3 separate regions of the Hordeum vulgare genome follow, and regions 2 and 3 are each linked to region 1. A link is a contact called in public Hi-C data. All regions are on one chromosome and are shown on one strand. The core of a region is the stretch at or near the end of the contact, and the rest is flanking DNA. Distances in the headings are between cores, read along the strand shown.

The links. A called contact is a pair of places that touch in the nucleus more often than the background predicts.
Region 2: a contact with region 1 is called in a Hi-C map of leaf, with 5 times the contacts expected there. The contact joins two enhancer-like sites. A contact is called at or near these places in 2 of 6 Hi-C or Micro-C datasets (leaf and seedling).
Region 3: a Hi-C map of seedling shows a contact between it and region 1, with 7 times the contacts expected there. The contact joins two enhancer-like sites. A contact is called at or near these places in 3 of 6 Hi-C or Micro-C datasets (leaf and seedling).

Annotation. Positions count from the first base shown.
Region 1 is chr5H:421,100,944-421,104,484 of MorexV3_pseudomolecules_assembly, reverse strand. No RefSeq gene overlaps it. Among protein-coding and RNA genes, the nearest start is that of LOC123395936, 17 kb to the right of the region's middle. Within about 2 kb of position 1,629, at least 3 of the 3 cell types and tissues checked have open chromatin away from gene starts, as enhancers often do. A contact at or near this core is called in leaf and seedling, where this site is marked.
Region 2 is chr5H:421,977,880-421,981,420 of MorexV3_pseudomolecules_assembly, reverse strand. No RefSeq gene overlaps it. Among protein-coding and RNA genes, the nearest start is that of LOC123395973, 97 kb to the right of the region's middle. Within about 2 kb of position 2,005, at least 3 of the 3 cell types and tissues checked have open chromatin away from gene starts, as enhancers often do. A contact at or near this core is called in leaf and seedling, where this site is marked.
Region 3 is chr5H:421,793,918-421,797,458 of MorexV3_pseudomolecules_assembly, reverse strand. No RefSeq gene overlaps it. Among protein-coding and RNA genes, the nearest start is that of LOC123395973, 87 kb to the left of the region's middle. Within about 2 kb of position 1,873, at least 3 of the 3 cell types and tissues checked have open chromatin away from gene starts, as enhancers often do. A contact at or near this core is called in leaf and seedling, where this site is marked.

The DNA of each region.
Region 1 (3,541 bases), core at 380-2,879:
AGCGCCTTGGTAACTGCTGGAAACGACTGAAAATAGCCCACACACGGAATGCAAGAGGGACGCAGCTTCAGTGACTTAATAAAGTCAAGTTTCATCGTAATTTAGCCCTCTATTTTAGCCATCCATTAAAGATCCGACTTATCAAATTGACTAAGATTTCAAACAATTTTTTTAAAAGTCTTCAGAAAAAATTGAAAAAAAAATCAATAAATCATAAATGTTTCGATTTGTATTCTGAGAAAGTTTCTAGCCATTTGGATGTATGGTTTGTGACTTAATATCCTTTTGAGTTCAAATGAATAAATAATCTTTATTCAAAAACGATACATCCAAATGGATTGAATTTTTGATAAATACAAAACGCAACATTTATAATTTATTGGAAAAAAAATCATTTTTCTGAGCTCTTATAAAAAATCATTTGAAATCTGGGTCAATCTGATACGTCGGATCATTAATGAGTGGCTAAAACAGAAGGTTAAGTTACGGTGAGACTCAGCTTCATCAAGTCACTCAAGCTGCGTCCATGCAAGAGGTCGTGGACAAGATAGCCTTTAGCGGACACAAAAGCTTTTGTCCCGCCTAAGGTCGCGTTTGGATCAGCGTTTAAGCTCGTTTGTGGCCGGTTTAGGATACATACCTTCTTTCGTTGTTTTTATTCTACATAGAAAACAAGACGTGGTCGGTAAGTCATAAGTGTAAAATTAATACGGGTGTAAAAACTTACACCCATTCCAAACAGGACATAATGTTTTTCTAGAATCAACTTATATTTCTTTTAGGGGTCTATATCTGGCCTAATATTTTTGCTATATCTAGCGTACTGCAAGATGGTCTGTGGGCAATCCATTCCTTGTTATTCTCAGAAGATTTCGTCATATGCTTCCTTTTCTCCTTTTCTATGTTTTATTAATCTGTTTTCTGTTTTGTTTCAAGTTTTTACGGGGTTTTTTTCTTATGTTTTTTCTCTTTTTACTGTTCTATATATTATTTCTATTTATTACATATTTGTATTTGCAAATATGCATAACATTTTTATAAATAGACGTCAAACCTGTTGTAAGTACATGTTAAATATTTTTTACATACACGTTGAATATTTCTTAAATACACTTGAACATTTTTTTAAATGCATGTTCAGCATTATTTAAATACATGGTGAACAATTTAAAACGCAAGTTGAATATATTTTCAATACAGGTCCAACATTTTTATAATATATGGTACATATTTCTATAATGTATAGTGAATATTTCCAAAAATATGTTTAACATATTTAAGTAAACGAAAAAAGAATTATATACATACCATGCACATTTTGAAACAGATGATAAATACTTTTTTAAACATCATGAACATTTGTCTGAATGGCACAAACATTTTAAAAAATGTTATGAATAGTTTTTAAGCGTGTATTTTCTTTGGAGTGGTACAAATATTTTTTGAAGTATGAATATTATTTATAAAATGTCATGAATGCTATAGAAGCTAGCAAATACCAGCAATAAAAACAAAAACATATAACCAAACCAAATGTTGGACGGGCAGAAAACCACGGTGCACACAATGATGTGGACCGGCCCATGACGGGAGCTCCTGTTGGTGTGATCGAGCTCCCTACAAGCGGTACCTAAACATGGGGTGGTCCGTACTGCAGGCGCCCATTCCCGCTCCTGGCACCTGCAGCGCCCCATACTGGGGCGGCCCAATAAACTTTAACTTTAATGATAAAGAAGAAAATAAAATAAAAATTGATATTTTAAAAAGTTCATGCATTTTAAAAACGATCATATTTTTCTCTAAAGTCAATCAAATTCAAAAAAGTTCACTGATTCTAAAAAAACGTTCATAAAATTTCAAAAATGTTAATAACTTTTCTAAGTTAATCGAATTTTAAAAACATTAACCAATTTTAAGAAATCATTCCAATTTATAAAAATTCAATATTTTTCGAAAAAGTTCATCAAATTTGAAAAAAGTTCATAAATTTGGAAAAAAATACCTATTTTTAAAAAATGTTCCTCGAATTTGATAAAAGTTCATCATTTTTCGCAAAAAAAACCATTGAATTTGCAAAAAGTTCACAAATTTTGAAAAACAGTTCACTGATTTTTTTTAAAGTTCATCAAATTATAAAAAACGATCATCAAATTAGAAAAAAGTTGATCATTTAAAAAATCATCGAATTAGAAAATAGTTCATCCAATTTGAAAAAAAAAATCAAATTTGAAAAAAAACATTGAACTTGAAAAAAAGGTCAGTGAATTTGAAAAATGTTGACCAAATGATAAAAAAGTTCATCAAATTAGAAAAAAGTTCATCGTTTTTTAAAAAAAATCGTCGAATGTGCCAGTAGTTCATCAAATTTGAAAAAAAAGTTCACCAAATTCGAAAAAAGTTCATCTAACCTAAAAACTATTCAACGAAATTGAAAAATAATAATTGATTTTAGAAAGAAATTCATCCAATTTGAAAATAGTTCATCAAATTTAAAAAAAAACATTGAATTTGAAAAGACGTACAACAAATTTGGGAAAAATCATCAATTTTGAAGAAAAAATTTCATGAATTTAAAACAAAATCATCGAATGAGAAAGAAAACAGAAAAAAGAACAAAAGAAAGAAAAAGAAATGATCCATCCTGAAATGACCACGAACAAAGAAAAAAATGGCTTGGAAGGACTCACGCCACATGAGAGAACAAATAAGAGAAAATAAATTAGGAATAACTAATTGGTCGATGTCGTAGTGGTTACGGTCGTCGTAGATGTAACAACCGATCACGAGATCGACTCCTACAGCACACTCCTATTTTGATCATTTTTACAGAATAAACAGAAGTTATATGGGCCGGCCCAGATCGCTCATTGAGGGGTTGCTCTGCAGGCGCCCGTTTGTTAACGGGCGCATAAGCGCCAAATAGGATTTTCCCTAAACATGGGGAGCACACTCCTATTTTGATCATTTTTACAGAATAAACAGAAGTTATATGGGCCAGCCCAGATCGCTCATTGAGGGGTTGCTCTGCAGGCGCCCGATAAATAGGATTTGCCCTAAACATGGGGAGCACACTCCTATTTTGATCATTTTTACAGAATAAACAGAAGTTATATGGGCCAGCCCAGATCGCTCATTGAGGGGTTGCTCTGCAGGCGCCCGTTAAATAGGATTTGCCCTAAACATGGGGAGCACACTCCTATTTTGATCATTTTTACAGAATAAACAGAAGTTATTATGGGCCAGCCCAGATCGCTCATTGAGGGGTTGCTCTGCAGGCGCCCGTTTGTTAACGGACGCATAAGCGTCAAATAGGATTTGCCCTAAACATGGGGAACGTCTAACTAACAAATGTCTCGTATGGGGGGGGGCACTTTTTCTGGCATGGGAGCGCTCCATATGGTCCGCCCCAGGCTCCAACATCGCCATGTGTCACACATTGGATGGTTTCAATTTTGACTATAATTGGGCCGAACAGTGGTAGAACCCGGTGAATCAAACCTACTACCAAATGTTGATTCTCTCACCTAACCAATTCAAAATA
Region 2 (3,541 bases), core at 756-3,255, 880 kb before region 1:
GATGTGAAACTGCATACTAAAGAAGAGGACTGATATCATCGTATGTATATAATTGTTGCAAGATTGCCCTGTATATAGGAAACAATCTGCTATGTGTACAATGGGATGGTCTTTCTATTTCTCTCCTCCTACTGTGTGTGAAAATGTCTAAATCTATATGTTTCGATGAATTCAAAACATAAACACCAAGAATACCAACTGTCCATTACTAAGTTTAAATTTCATTTTCATTGTTCATTCTTTACACCAAAAAATAAAGTCAACAATAAATCTTTAAGTACATTTTAGGGATGATATATTTGACCATCCAACTATATATAGATAAACAAGTCCCGCAGCAACGCGCGGGGTATCATCTAGTCGGTTGCCTAATGGTCCTCCCTGGAATTCCAATGTCCATCATCTCGTTTAATCTAGTCGACTGTTGAGGCATGGATTACAGTATAACTGAATAATTATACAATGGATGCTTATATTTTGATATGCTTATGAGGTAACACTGGTACCTCTCACATACATCATTCTCTGGTCATCGTCAGGTTCAGATTCGTGCAAAGGAGTTGGATTAGGAAAATAAGATCAAAAAATGCTACATAAAATCAATTTGACATATTGAAAGGAGAAAAGGAGGGATCTCACATCCTCGCCAAAAACACTGTCGAATTATCACAAGCACGGAAAGAGTACCGTAACCAAAAAAGGGAAAAGGGGCAATCTAACAACAAAAAACATCGAATTCAGAAGAGGAATCCATATTCCCTGACCTTGAGCATGGAGGAAGCTCGCAAGCGAGATAGCAACCAAGAGCCTAGGACTGCATCGTAGACGCTTTGACTCGGAGGCTGGACGACGTCATCCATGAGAGACGAGGCAAGGCACTTCAGGCGGGAGGGCGTCATCGGTGCGGGCCAACCGCCGGCAGAGAGCTCCGTGCCGCCATGCCGCGGGCTCAGGGAGGGTCGGCGGGGAGCGGGGCGTGGGGAGAGGAGGGACGGGGGTGGCTGGGCGCGGGGCGTGGAGGCTGCGGTGGCGGGCTGCGGGGAGAGGAGGGACGGTGGTGGTGGGGTGTGGGGCACGAAGGCCGCGGTGACGGGGCGCAGGGAGAGGAGGGCCGACGGTGGTGAGGCGCGAGTAGCGGGGAGAGGAGGGCCGGCAATGGCGGGGCGGGAGAAGGAGTCGTCGACAGTTTGGGCAGGAGGAGGAGGAGGTCGTGCAGATGGATGGTTTTTTTCTAGGACGGTATGGTTAGTGGATGATGGGACACAAGGAGGGAGATGAAGCGGGATTAGCTTTTCGTTAGTTTTGTTAACGATCGTTTTAAATCATTGATTGGGTGATTAGACGACTTAGATTGTAAGTTGGATCTGTCGTGTCGTGCCTTTTATAGTATAGATGCGATATAGTCTTCGCGTCGCTTGTCTAAAGTAGCATCTCTCACTCAATGCTCGGAAAGGGCCAACCTAGTATCATACTGATAATTGATCGCGGTCCTTAGACTAGGCACCTTTGATAGTTGACTTTTACAAAACATTTACAAATTTTATGTAATTTCCATGAAATGTTTATGGGTTGAAACAAGCTTTTCTCAAATTAGAAAACATTCACAAATTTGTGAAATATTTCAAACCCATGAACTATTTTGAAATTCATGAACTTATTGGAAATTTGAGATTTTGGTTTTAAATTATTGAACATTACGAAGTTCATGATTTTTTTATAATATGCATAAACTGTATAAATTTATGAACTTTATTAATTTTGTATTTATTTTCCAAATTTGATAAAAAAATCATGAACTGTTATGAATTTCGTGTTTTTTAAATCATAATTGGACTTTTTGAATTCATTATTTTTTTCAAAGACAAAACTTTTTTCCCAGTACAGTGGACCTGCAGACATGAGCGAAATTAACGACGAGAAAAAAAATGGCATATCATAGGAGTGACCGGGTGAGGAAGCCTAGTTACTTACTACATCGGCCCAGGTCGCGAGCCAATGTAGCTAGGGCTATATGTCCCCCGTGACAATTCTCAATACGAACTGCCTACAGGCGACGTTTAACTGGTCAGCCCAGTATCGAGATTCCTTTGCTACACGATGTATGAAATCCTTAGGCCCTGTTTGGAACTGCTTCAATTTATTAAAATAAGTTTTACTTTATCAAATTCACTTTCAGCAGTTTCCTACATAAGCTAAAGCACTATCAAAAAAATATTTGGCTTCAATCTAGCTCGAGCTTCAAAAATAGAAAATTTGATGAAAAGAATCTATTTCATTGGTTGAGGGAAAAGATAATGAAGGGGTATCCACTTACTAGTGGCAGTGGTGGATAATTTCCCCCCAGCTCCAGCTTTTAGCGTTTTTAGAGCACCCTCTCAGGGGCTTCATAAAAACTTTGAAGGCGTATCCCAGATTCTAGTTATTTTGCGGAGGAGCATATCATGGAGCTACCCTGTTTGGCTTGTCTTTTATGAAGCACAGCTGGATTTTAAGGAGTAGAGCAATCCCAAACAAGCTCACTCCTTTCAAAGATCGCTCCCACCTCTCAAGTTGCGATAAGTGGCGTACTACATGCGTGTCACTTGTAAGTTTTCCCTTTTTCGTAGATTCGTATTTTTAAAATGTTTTATCTTCTAAACCGTGCGCCCATATCTTGAACCGTTGAATTTCTCGCGCTGAGATCTTCAAAACTAGATCCCATGTTCATAGGTTTTGACGAAAAAAAATTCACAAAAAAAACGGACCAAATTAACCGTGCCTCTCGCTAAAGAAAAAAAAACATGTTTTTTCGCGTTTTTTTCCTTTCAGAGAGGCATGCCCGTGCCTCTCACTAAGACAATACCGTATCTCTCATGGAAGCAAAATCGTGTCTCTCACGAAAAAAACTCCTTTCCGAGAGGCACGGGCATGCCTCTCACAAAGGCAAAATCGTGCCTTTCGCGGAAACAAAACTGTGCTTCTCGCAGAAAAAAACAGAAAATACATTTTTTTTCCTTTCCAAAAGGCACGGCTCTCGAAGGCCAAAACGTGCCTCTCGTGGAAATAAAATCGTGCCTCTCCAAGAAGCAAAACCGTGACTCTCGTACAAAAACAGAAAACACATTTTTTTTGTTTCCAAAACGCTCGTCGGTGCCCCTCGCGAAGGCAAAATCGTGTCTCTTGAGAAAGCAAAAAAACATGCCTCTTGCGAAAAAAACAGAGAACGCGTCTTTTCGTGATTTTTTTTATTATTTTTTTTATGGGATTTTCGTCAAAAGGCTAAGAAAGACAGATGAAAAACCGAAACACCAAAAACAAATCAGAAAAACCCAATCTAAAAAGCCTCAAACGCGTACGAAAAAATAAAAATAAATCCGAAAGAAACACTCAGAGCTCGACACGTGGCGGCGGCTGAGAACGCATCAAATGGCAGTGCGCGGAGCTGCTTGCTGGAAGACTTTCGCAGGAGCACTCGCTAACTAATGACTCCCCATGATGTAGGTTACTTTATATAGGGTGCTCTTATTCAGAAAACCCTCGAATTGTCGTGATTCTGCAAACA
Region 3 (3,541 bases), core at 624-3,123, 690 kb before region 1:
TCGAACGTCATGTCGTTTTTGAAGTACGAAGGGTTGTGAGCTACTCGACCATGAAGGATGAGTTTTTATGCGATGTGTGGTTGGCTGTATCCGTTGATTTCGTAGGCAGGAGCAGAGGAAAGACCTTCTCACAACAAGTGCATGAATCGTTTCACCGACAAAAGCACATTACGTCCTACGACATGTATATCATCCAAGCACGCAATGTGATGCCCTTACCTTATCACCCGTATGCTATCTACACCAGCATCATCAAGTTTTATAATGTGGTTCGTCAGTTGAAGGCAAGCTGATCATTGCACGCGACAACGAACGAGATCATAATTTTTGCTTCCTCTTGCTTAACTTATTGATTGATTTTTCATTCAATGTTGGTCTACACATTATGTAGCCCACACGTGTTGTTGTGATGTATCGGAAGACAAAGGGACGGTTATTTATACGCATACGCTGTTGGATGAAACTGTAGGGAAAATATGTGTGTGTAGGAGGGGGCATGATCCGTGGATAAAAAACCTGTTAGACTTTCGATTAATCTAGTCGAATTTGAGACAATGTTGTACTATACTTAATTTCCTGCTATGTATCGATGATCTGTGTTACTTTTCATTCGAATTTTGATGAATATCAATCGGTTTTCATGAATTTTGTCCGGTTTTTAAATATGGGTTGAAATGTATGTGAATGGTGTTCGATGGTGGTCTCTTACATTCGTGTCCGCGGGCTGATTTTTCTGTCCATAGACGAATGTGAGAGAAAATTTGCATGTTGTTGCTAAAGATATCTAAGAGCATTTACAACCGTAACTTGTAAATCCGGTCCCTTAAACGCCTACGGACGCATCCACCCATACCGATCGGTCACGCCTTCAATAATATATTTTACAACTGGTCACCTTAAATTAAAAACCTCAAATCCATATTATTACATGTAACGTGGATCCGCTCGTGGGATGAGCTCATGATCGACACATCTGGAGGTGAAGGACTCAAATCCGCTGTCCGCCATGTCGGAGAAGGTCGGTGATCACCGGAGGTGAGCTTGGTGTCGGATGTGGGTGAAGTGAAGTGGCTAGTATTTGGTCCGGCAAGTGGATGGGTACGAATATATGTGGTATCGATGCGTGCTAGTGCGGACCACACGAGTGTGCCTCAGACGTGTTGAGGCTCCACATATCCGTCTCATATTTGGATTGGATATGAGGGATGCCTGTCAATCAGACGTTTGAGGCTCGTTTCTGGGATCTAACTGGATAAAATTTTTTGACCAAACAATGACCGAACGGGTTTAAAGAATTCGGTTGTGGTTGTAGATGCTCTAAGTAAACAACATGGAGTACATGTAAGTGTACGTCTTTCACAAATCAGATGCTGAGCACCCGTCGTATCACTCAACTCACAGTTTATCACCGAGCTTACAGTTCATTCGGAACAACGACACGCGGTGCAAATTCTAGAAATCGAATCCGGGTCAACGAGGATGAACTGGCCCCAAGAAAATAACAACGGCTCCTACTGCTCACGGTAGAAATCCTCGACCATCTGACCGCAGGCACGTACTCGACCTAAAAGATGAAACGAAAACCGTGGCAAAAGTCAAAACACGCAGGAGCTGGTCAAAGGTTCACTTGGCGACATTTATACCCTTGGGGAAACGTATCAACGGTCCCTTTCCCGTTCCGTCCCACGGCCACGGGAATGTGCGCACGGTACAGTGAAGCAGTTCCGAGTGATCCATCCGGGCCTACCCCTGTAGCCTAGCCACGAGCAGCACGCACGTAACGCTAACACTGCGCGGTCCAGTCACAGTAGAACAGCCAGGTACGTACGTACGTATGCCGAGTACCTTTCGCATTTACGGGCTCCTTTGAACGTACGCTAGCGCTAGGTATCGACAGATCGATCGGTATCAGGTCCGGGTGCGCCCCCACTGGCTGTTACGTGCTTAATTTAATTACACACGCGCAAATCGATCGGTGGTGACGATCATGCATGTCAGCCATTCAGGGGCGACATGGACGGCAAATGGATCGACTCGGAACATCCTCAAGTCATCACGTGTGTACCGATAGTAGGATCATCTACCACCGGGCGTCCTAAAATGTTCCAAATATTAGAACATACAACTCAGTCATTGGACGGTCACAAAAAAAATTCAAACGGACTACTTAAAGGGGCTCAAACATCTGAATTGACCGGTTTCTTAATTATGGGGAAGTTATAGAGCCGTCCGGACACGTCCATCACGTCGGACTCACGATGAGGTTCTTTAGAAAATCGTCCGAAAATACGACGGTTTGATGGACATTTCCATCGTCACTGCATGGCCCGCTCCAGCGGACCTCCTAGTGCCCTGACCTGACTATTTAAGCCGGCCGCCGAGAATCAAACCCTATCCATGCACATTACTCTTGGAAACGTCGTATGGGAAAAAAAATTCCTACGCACACGCAATATCTATCCATGGTGATGATCATCTACGAGAGGGGAGAGTTAATCTACATACCCTTGTAGATCGCTAAACGGAAGCGTATATAACACGGTTGATGTAGTGGAACATCTTCGCGATCCAAATTGCAGTCCGTCCCACGATCTCATCACGACCCGTCCCGCGATCCCATCACGATCCGTCCCGATCTAGTGCCGAACGGAGGACACCTCCGCGTTCAGCACACGTACAACTCGATGACGATCTCCGCCTTCTTGATCCAGCAAGAGGGGTGGAGAGGTAGATGAGTTCTCCAACACGGCGGCGTGGTGGTGGTGGTGGTGAACTAATCCAGCAGGGCTTCACCTAAGCACCGCCGAACTAGACTAGAGGAAAAACAGATCTAGAGAGAAGTAGAGGGAGCAAGTGGCTGTTTTTCTGTGTCTCAAAAACCCTCAATACCTCTAGTATATATAGTAGGGAGGGAGGGGAGGAGGCAGCCACAAACCCTCAAGGTTTGGCCGAAATTGGAGGTGAAGGAGTCCTACTCCAATCCTACTAGGATTCCTCCTTTCCACTTAGAAACCATTTCCACCTTTTTCATCTTTGAGTTTTTTTGCCTCTCAAACCTCATGGGCCTTAGCGGGAGCTTATGTCAGCCCACTAGGGGTGGGTTTGTATCCTCCCACAGCCCATAAGGCCCCTCGGGGCGTGACACCCCTCCCGATGGTCCCCGGTACCCTCCCGGTACTCCCGATACAGTACCGATGAGTTCGAAAGTTTTTCTGTGACCAAAATAGGACTTCCTATATATCAATCTTTACTTCTTGATCATTTCGGAGCTCCTCGTGACATCCGGGACTCCGAACAACTTTCAGTTACCAACACTAACTCAACTATACTGAGACGTCACTGAACCTTAAGTGTGTAGACCCTGCGGGTTCGAGAACTATGCAGACATGACCGAGACATCTCTATGGTCAATAACCAATAGTGGGACCTGGATGCCCATATTGGCTCTTACATATTCTACGAAGATCTTTATTGGTTGAACCTCTATGTCAAGGATTCAGTTAATCCCGTATGATGTTCCCTTTGTCCTTCGGTATGTTAC